Linked DNA regions of Danio rerio: region 1 is linked to region 2. The links are chromatin contacts, called in public HiChIP or PLAC-seq maps. All regions are on one chromosome and are shown on one strand. The core of a region is the stretch at or near the end of the contact, and the rest is flanking DNA. Distances in the headings are between cores, read along the strand shown.

Region 1 (3,684 bases), core at 582-3,081, 240 kb before region 2:
GTTCCGGTGTGTCTAATTGTGGATGAAGCTAAAATCTGCAAGACACCGGCCCTTCAGGATTGAGTTTGGGCATCGCTGCCCAAAACTGATCGTATATGTAAAATGTCATACAATAATTTTGTCTACCAAAAGTTACAAATATGCAGGGGTGTATTAGTCACCAATAGTATCTGAATGCAGATTATACAAGGCAAGCTGATTTGTATGTGTGTGTGAATTATTGTAATATTTAACACTTGCAATTACAACGCCCCAACATCTACTTGTATGAATGGTACTTAAAAAATAAATAAATCAAGCACATCTGCACTTGTATATATTCTTGAAAGTATTGTGCTATGAACATACACAAGGGTTAATCAGACGAGGCAGCAAACGGGTAATCAAATTCTGTCACCCTCCTCTGTTTCTCAAAAAGTTCACGTTTGCCTTTCATTTGTGTCTTGTTTATACTGCAGAAAGCATATGGGCACATGTGGAGATACTGTTACATTCAAATCTGTTTCACACAGAAATCAAACTAAGAATGTATATGTACTGCAGTTTAATGTAGATCCTTATATATCATTTCACAATAAACACTGCAAATGCAAATGTTTTCATATGACTTTATGAAACTTTTATCTTTATTATTAATAAACAACTTTACGTTTATAATGGCATTCATGAATTCACATTATAAAATGGGAGTAAACTATAGAAAACAATATAGTATTTTAACCCTCTTTTACTAAATCATGTCTCTTATCAACTCAGCAAATTTCATTTTCATGTTTAGTTTACAAACACTGCAGTACTGGAAAGAATTAAGACAAATAAAGACTCTTTTACACACAGAAAAAAAAATGAATAATTTGTCCAGAATCAACACAACATTAATGAATAATTCTTAAAATTTTATCATCGAGCTATAGGACAACATCAGACTGCACTGATACCAATTACATCTACATTCAAAATATTATACGCTTTCAAAAGTGGTCTATGTTTATCTCTAAACAATGAAATAGGCTCTATATTGACATGTTCGAAACTAAACCAGTGTCTTTCTTGACAGCTATATGCATTGGGGAAAAAAAGGTTTCGTTAGGAGCCATTGGAAATTTGTTCATTTTCTCTTCAACTTTGTCCCTTTATTAAGTCGCCACAGCAGAATGAACCGCCAACTTATGCAGCATATGTTTTACGCAGTGGATGCCTTTCCAGCTGTAACCCATCACTGGGAAACATCCATACACTCTCATTCATACACATACACTACAGACAATTTTACTTACCCAATTCACCTATACATGATATACATATACATAATTTCACCCACATGTCTTTGGACTTTGGGGGAAACCCACACGAACACGGGGAGAACGTGCAAACTCCACACAGAAATGCCAAGTGACCCAGCCGATGCTCGAACCAGCAACCTTTATGTTACCCATTGCGCCACCGTGATGCCCACCATTGTAAAATGTTTACATAGATCGGAAAACAGAATTAATTCACATTGTGTGCAGGTGTCTTAAACCAGTAAAGTACAATTCGGATAAAAAGCTGTAGGATAACTTAGAATTAAAGCTCAGCGTTTTCGTGAGGTCATTGCCAATAAAGAGTTAAAATGGCAATGCTTTAAAGAACACAAATCAAGTTATAATGCAAAAGAGTCGAAAGAACCGATTCACTTAAAAATTTGGGAGCTGGTGTGTCGGGTTCAACCAGGGGTTCAACGTTTGATCTGATAGGGGGCAGTAGTCGATCTCTGCCGCCAAGAACAGTCAGGCGCTGAAGAGGAACTCTGGCAACGTCATTTGATGACGTTTCACGAGTAACGTCAGAGGAAGTTATTCCAGTAAATTCGCGTTAACTAACAAGTTAAAACCTTAGAGGCTATACCTATTCAAACGTTAAAAACAGGGCAGGTTTTAAACAAAGCGTCGACCTTTTCCCACCAGCACGATGATGATGGACGAGGACCAGCCGAGGACGTTGTAAGTGCTGCTGCAGTTTAGTCGGCCGCTTTACGAAGCCAAACTCGTGTTTAAACACGTTTGTTTAAGCGGCGCAGAGGTCGCAAGCACAGTACGCCAAACTTCACATAAGCAACTCGAGCACGAGCCCGTAAATGACTCTTTTTGTTATATGCGAAGTGCGATATGTGCGTCCATTTCAGTATCTACTGCACAAGCCGGTTAAACAACACCAAACTGGAGCAGCGGAACCGAGCCTAGCATGGGTGGCGGTGAAAAATACGGTGTTTGCCTCAACCCACTATTCATTTATCCGGTTATATCCACATGGGTGAACTAATCAGTTCGCATCCCGAATAACGTAGCTAACTTGCTACAGAGGCTTTAGCTACAAGTTCCGTTTGTAGCGCACGGTTTTCGTTACCCAAATAGCTAACTACTAACCGTAAAACACTTAAAATTCTACTGTTATATCCCTCTTAGGGCCCCTCTTATGCTTTCTGCTGTTGAAAGACTGTAATAAGTAAGACTATGTGTGTTTGTACGTGTATTTTCTGTCATGAAATAGCGTTGGAGCTGTTGAATTGTGTTAGCTGCTCGCTCTCTTGCGCTGAAAACGTGGCAGAAATGAAACCCCGCGGAATGCACTGCTGGCGTGAGGGATGGAAGAAAAACTCAACGCGGTGACCGTGTTTCTCAGTTTTCCCTGTGCTCTCCTGTTTTTAGGTATGTCGGGAACCTCTCCAGGGATGTTACGGAGGCCCTCATCCTGCAAGTGTTCTCTCAGATCGGCCCCTGCAAGAGCTGTAAAATGATCCTTGATGTGAGTTAAAAGAATATCCGAGATACAAGGATCCCACTGTCATTTAAAACCTGGATTCTTCTACAAATGGGGTTTCTCTGGGCTGCATAAATCCTGAAAACGAGGAGAACCTTAAACACTCACGCTTCTTACCATGTTCCTGGCTAACTTAGTGTCTGTGATTTTTATTTTTATAAATGTATAAAGTTAATTTATTTTAGGTTATAAAATGGTCTCATCAAAATGATTTTAAAACCAATTACATACTTTGATCACAAACTACATGGGATATTTACCCTAAATTAAATGTAAAGTAATTTTTATTTATTGCTTTGTTGTGTAATGTCATACTTTGGTAATCAATAAAATATCTTATTGATATTGGACATGCAAACATATAGGTGTCATTGTCCAGAGCAAGCAGAAGTAACTATCATTTTATACTAAGAAAAAACGTGCAAACTTCCTCACCTTCGCAAACAAATTGAATCAGCTCATGTGGGAGTTCATTATGATTTGCAGTCATAAAAAAAAAAAAATCCAAAATTTTCTTCTAAAAAATTAGTCAGCATCTTAGATTAATGATTAAATGAACATCATGTTTTATTTTAGATGAGCTATCACCCTAAGGTCATGATGATTAATTTATTTTAAAAAAAGAGTGAGAATCTTGGATGTCCTTAACAGCGTTTTGGCAAATTATTATTTTTTTTTTCTCCAGACAACTGGAAATGACCCATACTGCTTTGTGGAGTTCTATGAGAACAGACATGCTGCTGCAGCTCTGGCTGCCATGAATGGCAGGAAGATCTTAGGAAAGGTAAGATTATTAAAAAAAAAACTGAGTAGACTGAATATGGTTTGAAATGAAGCAACTTGCTAAATGTGCTATCAGAGCTAACTAAATACACTGGCTGAAAT
Region 2 (3,577 bases), core at 513-3,012:
GTAAGGCAACCAGGGTTTTTTTTTACAGTGTACACAGTAAAAACCATAAGACAAAAAAAAATCATGACTACAAATCTTTTTAAGATACTTTAACTCAATAAAAAAAAAAAAAACACGTCTGTAGTCAACTTAAAGAAGGATACACTCCTGGGTAAATGGAGGAAATGGGTTGAATATATTTTAGTTATAAGACCTGACTTTGTTGCAATAAACAAATAGAATATGCTCAACTGATAGATAAATATATGCTAATGTGTTGTTTATATGTATATGGTTATATATATTCATATTGTGTTGTTTGTAATCCCCATGTATATGAAGATGGTCATTTGAGATTATTCTGGAAGGAAATATATATTGACATGCGTTCACACAATAGTGCTTTACTTTTATAATTTTTTCTTCTGTTTTTGTTTGTTTGTTTTTTATGCTATTGCTTTTATAATTTAACAAAATTTGAGTACTATGTATTGTTAGTACACCTGACAGGAATGTACGTAAATTGTATATCACTTAAGGTCACATATTGAGATTCAAATGTACCTTGAAATGTTGTATGATTGCACTCAATTGAGTGTTCACAATAAGCATAAAATAAAAAAGTTACTTTAACTTATTTTAATAAGTTAACCAGACTTCAACTACATCTTTGCAAGTTATTTACATGTTATGCAAAGTTTAACTTAATCTTTTAAATTGGTTTAGCTGATATAAGTTGAGATGACTATAAATCTACGTTTGATTCAACAACAAAAAAAAATGTACGTTTGATTCAACAACAAAAAAAAATGAAGTCAAGATTTTTTTACAGTGTAGTTTCAGGTCACAGAGCAACAGCACATCTGACCCAGCCCCTGTCTACCTCCTCATGAGATCTGACACTGGCACAGACATGCTGGAAAGCACATTCAAGTATTATGATTTGCATGTAGTGTTATATTAACATCTGAATCTGCTCTTTGTCTCTTTGAATTAAGGCCATCTGATGTCCCACGTGGCTCACATAATTGGGGCATCAAAAAACTTTTTCCTGAGAGGCCACTCTCCATCACAGTTGCTGGATGGAGGAAATAATTGAGCGGCATGTGTTTGACATGTTCCAAATTACATTTGTTCCCAGGAGCAAACAAAAGGTTTGCCTTTGAGTGTGAGGTGATTTAAAATTAACCATGCATAGGATTGTTTTAATATCTGAGGAGGACTTATCAGACTTAGTTACGTTTAAAACCTTTATCAAAATAATATTAACATAAGTTTTTGTTACCTATGGTTTCCCAGGCTCAGATGGAACTGCATCCCACAGGAAGTTCTTCCTCTGTTTCTGTTGGGTTGTCGTTAGTCCATAATCGGTGAAGCGTTTTTAGTCAAGGAATAAGTCACTCCAGCTTTTTTAAATTAGGTATCAAAAAGCCATCCTTCTCAAGTACTCTATCTTAAGTTGTCCTCTTGATCCAGTTAAATTTTCCTGTCAAATAAATACTTCCGTCAGAAACGCTTTCAAAATTCCCTTTCGTTTCATTTAAGGTCATAAATGTTAGCAAAATATATTGAAAACCATACATCTCATGAGTTTCCTCCTCAGCAATCCCTCCAGCCAACAGAAAAGTGCGTCCTTGTCGGGTTTATCAGACTGTGAGGTGCCGCTGGTGAAGAGTCTCGGGACTGTCCGGAAGGCAGTGATAGATACTCTGCGCTCTCTCGCTCCTCTCATCTCTCTCAGGCGCGCGAGAAGGATCTGTTTACGAGCGTTGTTACCGATTAGGGCTGGTGGCGGCGTTGAGAAAGGAAGTTGGCAGGTGTTACCGTGACAGCGACAACGTGAAGCGACGAGGAGAGAAAGCAGCCCGCATACCGGGCATAACCCGCGGGCCAAACCAGGGTCACACACAGAAGCCTTGTCACCTCAGATTTTAACCTCTTCTATTGTTTTAGGGTTACATTTTATACGTTTTTGAGAAGTATGGGTGTTTTCTTATTGATTGCTATAGGCTATTGCATGCAAAAGAAACGAAAGGCAGATTTTAGTTTAATGGAAATATCCATTTAAATATAGTCTATATGTATTATGTGTTATATCAAATTTAAAACAGTCATGGAAATTGACCCTTCAGTGAAGTTTTTATTTTGTTTTAACATGTTTATTGTTAAATTGATTGACTGATTAATTGACTGTAAAATATTTGAAAATGATCGACTGTACATAGATCTTAAAGTTTAGGCTACCCCATATTTTGTACACAGTTTATTTACTCACTTGCTGCCCATCAAACATCAAAAAATTATATTTGTTGTTTGTTCAAACTACTTAACTAAAATGAGCAGAAACAACTAAATTCTTGATGTTTTTGGGGACAACTTCTATGTTTTATGTTGAATCCACTTAAATTTGTAAAACCGATTAAGTTATTAGTTGTGTTGGGACAACATGAAGAAATTGTTTGGAACCCTGCATTTTTTTACCGTGAGAATGTAGGTGACTTTTTAATATTACAGGGCCTTTTTTTCTCAAAAATTGCTAAGGGCCCCTAAATCACTAAGTCTGCCCCTGGTTAAGGGGTAGCTCTGTATATATTTCTTTAGAACATGCAGCAATTGTATCTGTACATATTTACCTGCTGATGTTATTCTTCACAAATAAAAATTACATCTCATATTTAAATGTGTCTATGCCAACATACCATTGCATCATGTTTATTTGTAATCTCAAACACATTAAGTTCATTGGCTGTCGCACTTGCTGACACATTGGCACAGTCAAACTGTGTGTATTGACACAAATTTCATGAGTCTTTTAAATACTTGTGGTATTCCCTAAAAGGGCCCCTAAGTTAAAAGCCTCTCTATGAACCACAACAAACCACTTGCCAATGAAACCACTAAATCACTTCTCACTAATTGTAAATCATTTGTTTAAACTACATATTTAGAATGAGCTGAGACAACACAATTCTTGAGATATTTTGGGAACAACCTAATTGCTTTATGTTCAATCAACTTTAAATTGTCAAAACCAATAAACTTAACTCAAATATTTTGTGTTTTCGCAACATGAATGAATTGTGCGGAATACTGTATTTTTTACAGTATACCTTTTTACACAAGGCAGGCAATATGAATGAGAATGACAGCCCTACTAATGACTTTCCAGAACCATTGGCACTTTAATTTCAGCTTTTCTCAAGCAGTCGACCAGGTGTGCTACTGCTCATCCAGCGAGATTTTTGCAAGTCAGCCATCTTAAGTTTCCTTCGTGTGGTCCGCAGGTGCTGCGTGATGGGACAGCTAGTGGTCCCTCGTGAATGTGAACATGCTGGAGTTCCCAATCCCATCCCGAAACAAAATACTAGCTTCTACTGCAGAGCCTGGACTGCCGCTGTCCTTCTAAACGGTACACATGTCATCAGATCACTTTCAATGCTCATAAATCCTCCAGCCCAAACTTGGTTGTATGTATACTCAGCAGTTGACACATGGATCTTCAGCAGCCATATTTGGAGGTGAGGGTCAAGTTATGGTCAGGGCGGTGCAATAGTTCAGACAGATGTGAATGTGTTTGATGTGGCCACACCTTTTCAGA

The links. HiChIP or PLAC-seq counts read pairs in DNA pulled down with a chosen protein or histone mark.
Region 1: a contact with region 2 is called in an H3K4me3 HiChIP or PLAC-seq map of gastrula embryo, with 7 times the contacts expected there. The contact joins the promoter of tia1l here to the promoter of zdhhc23a in region 2. A contact is called at or near these places in 1 of 18 Hi-C or Micro-C datasets (an unstated tissue) and 2 of 4 datasets of contacts at active chromatin or transcription factors (embryo and gastrula embryo).

What each region holds. Positions count from the first base shown.
Region 1 is chr5:25,173,416-25,177,099 of GRCz12tu, reverse strand. tia1l (cytotoxic granule-associated RNA binding protein 1, like) reads left to right here and starts at 1,831. Exons shown (of 11, transcript NM_200182.2): 1 at 1,831-1,982; 2 at 2,688-2,784; 3 at 3,485-3,583. The coding sequence starts at 1,951.
Region 2 is chr5:24,935,277-24,938,853 of GRCz12tu, reverse strand. zdhhc23a (zDHHC palmitoyltransferase 23a) reads right to left here and starts at 1,762. Exons shown (of 10, transcript NM_001423837.1): 1 at 1,561-1,762; 2 at 1,265-1,465.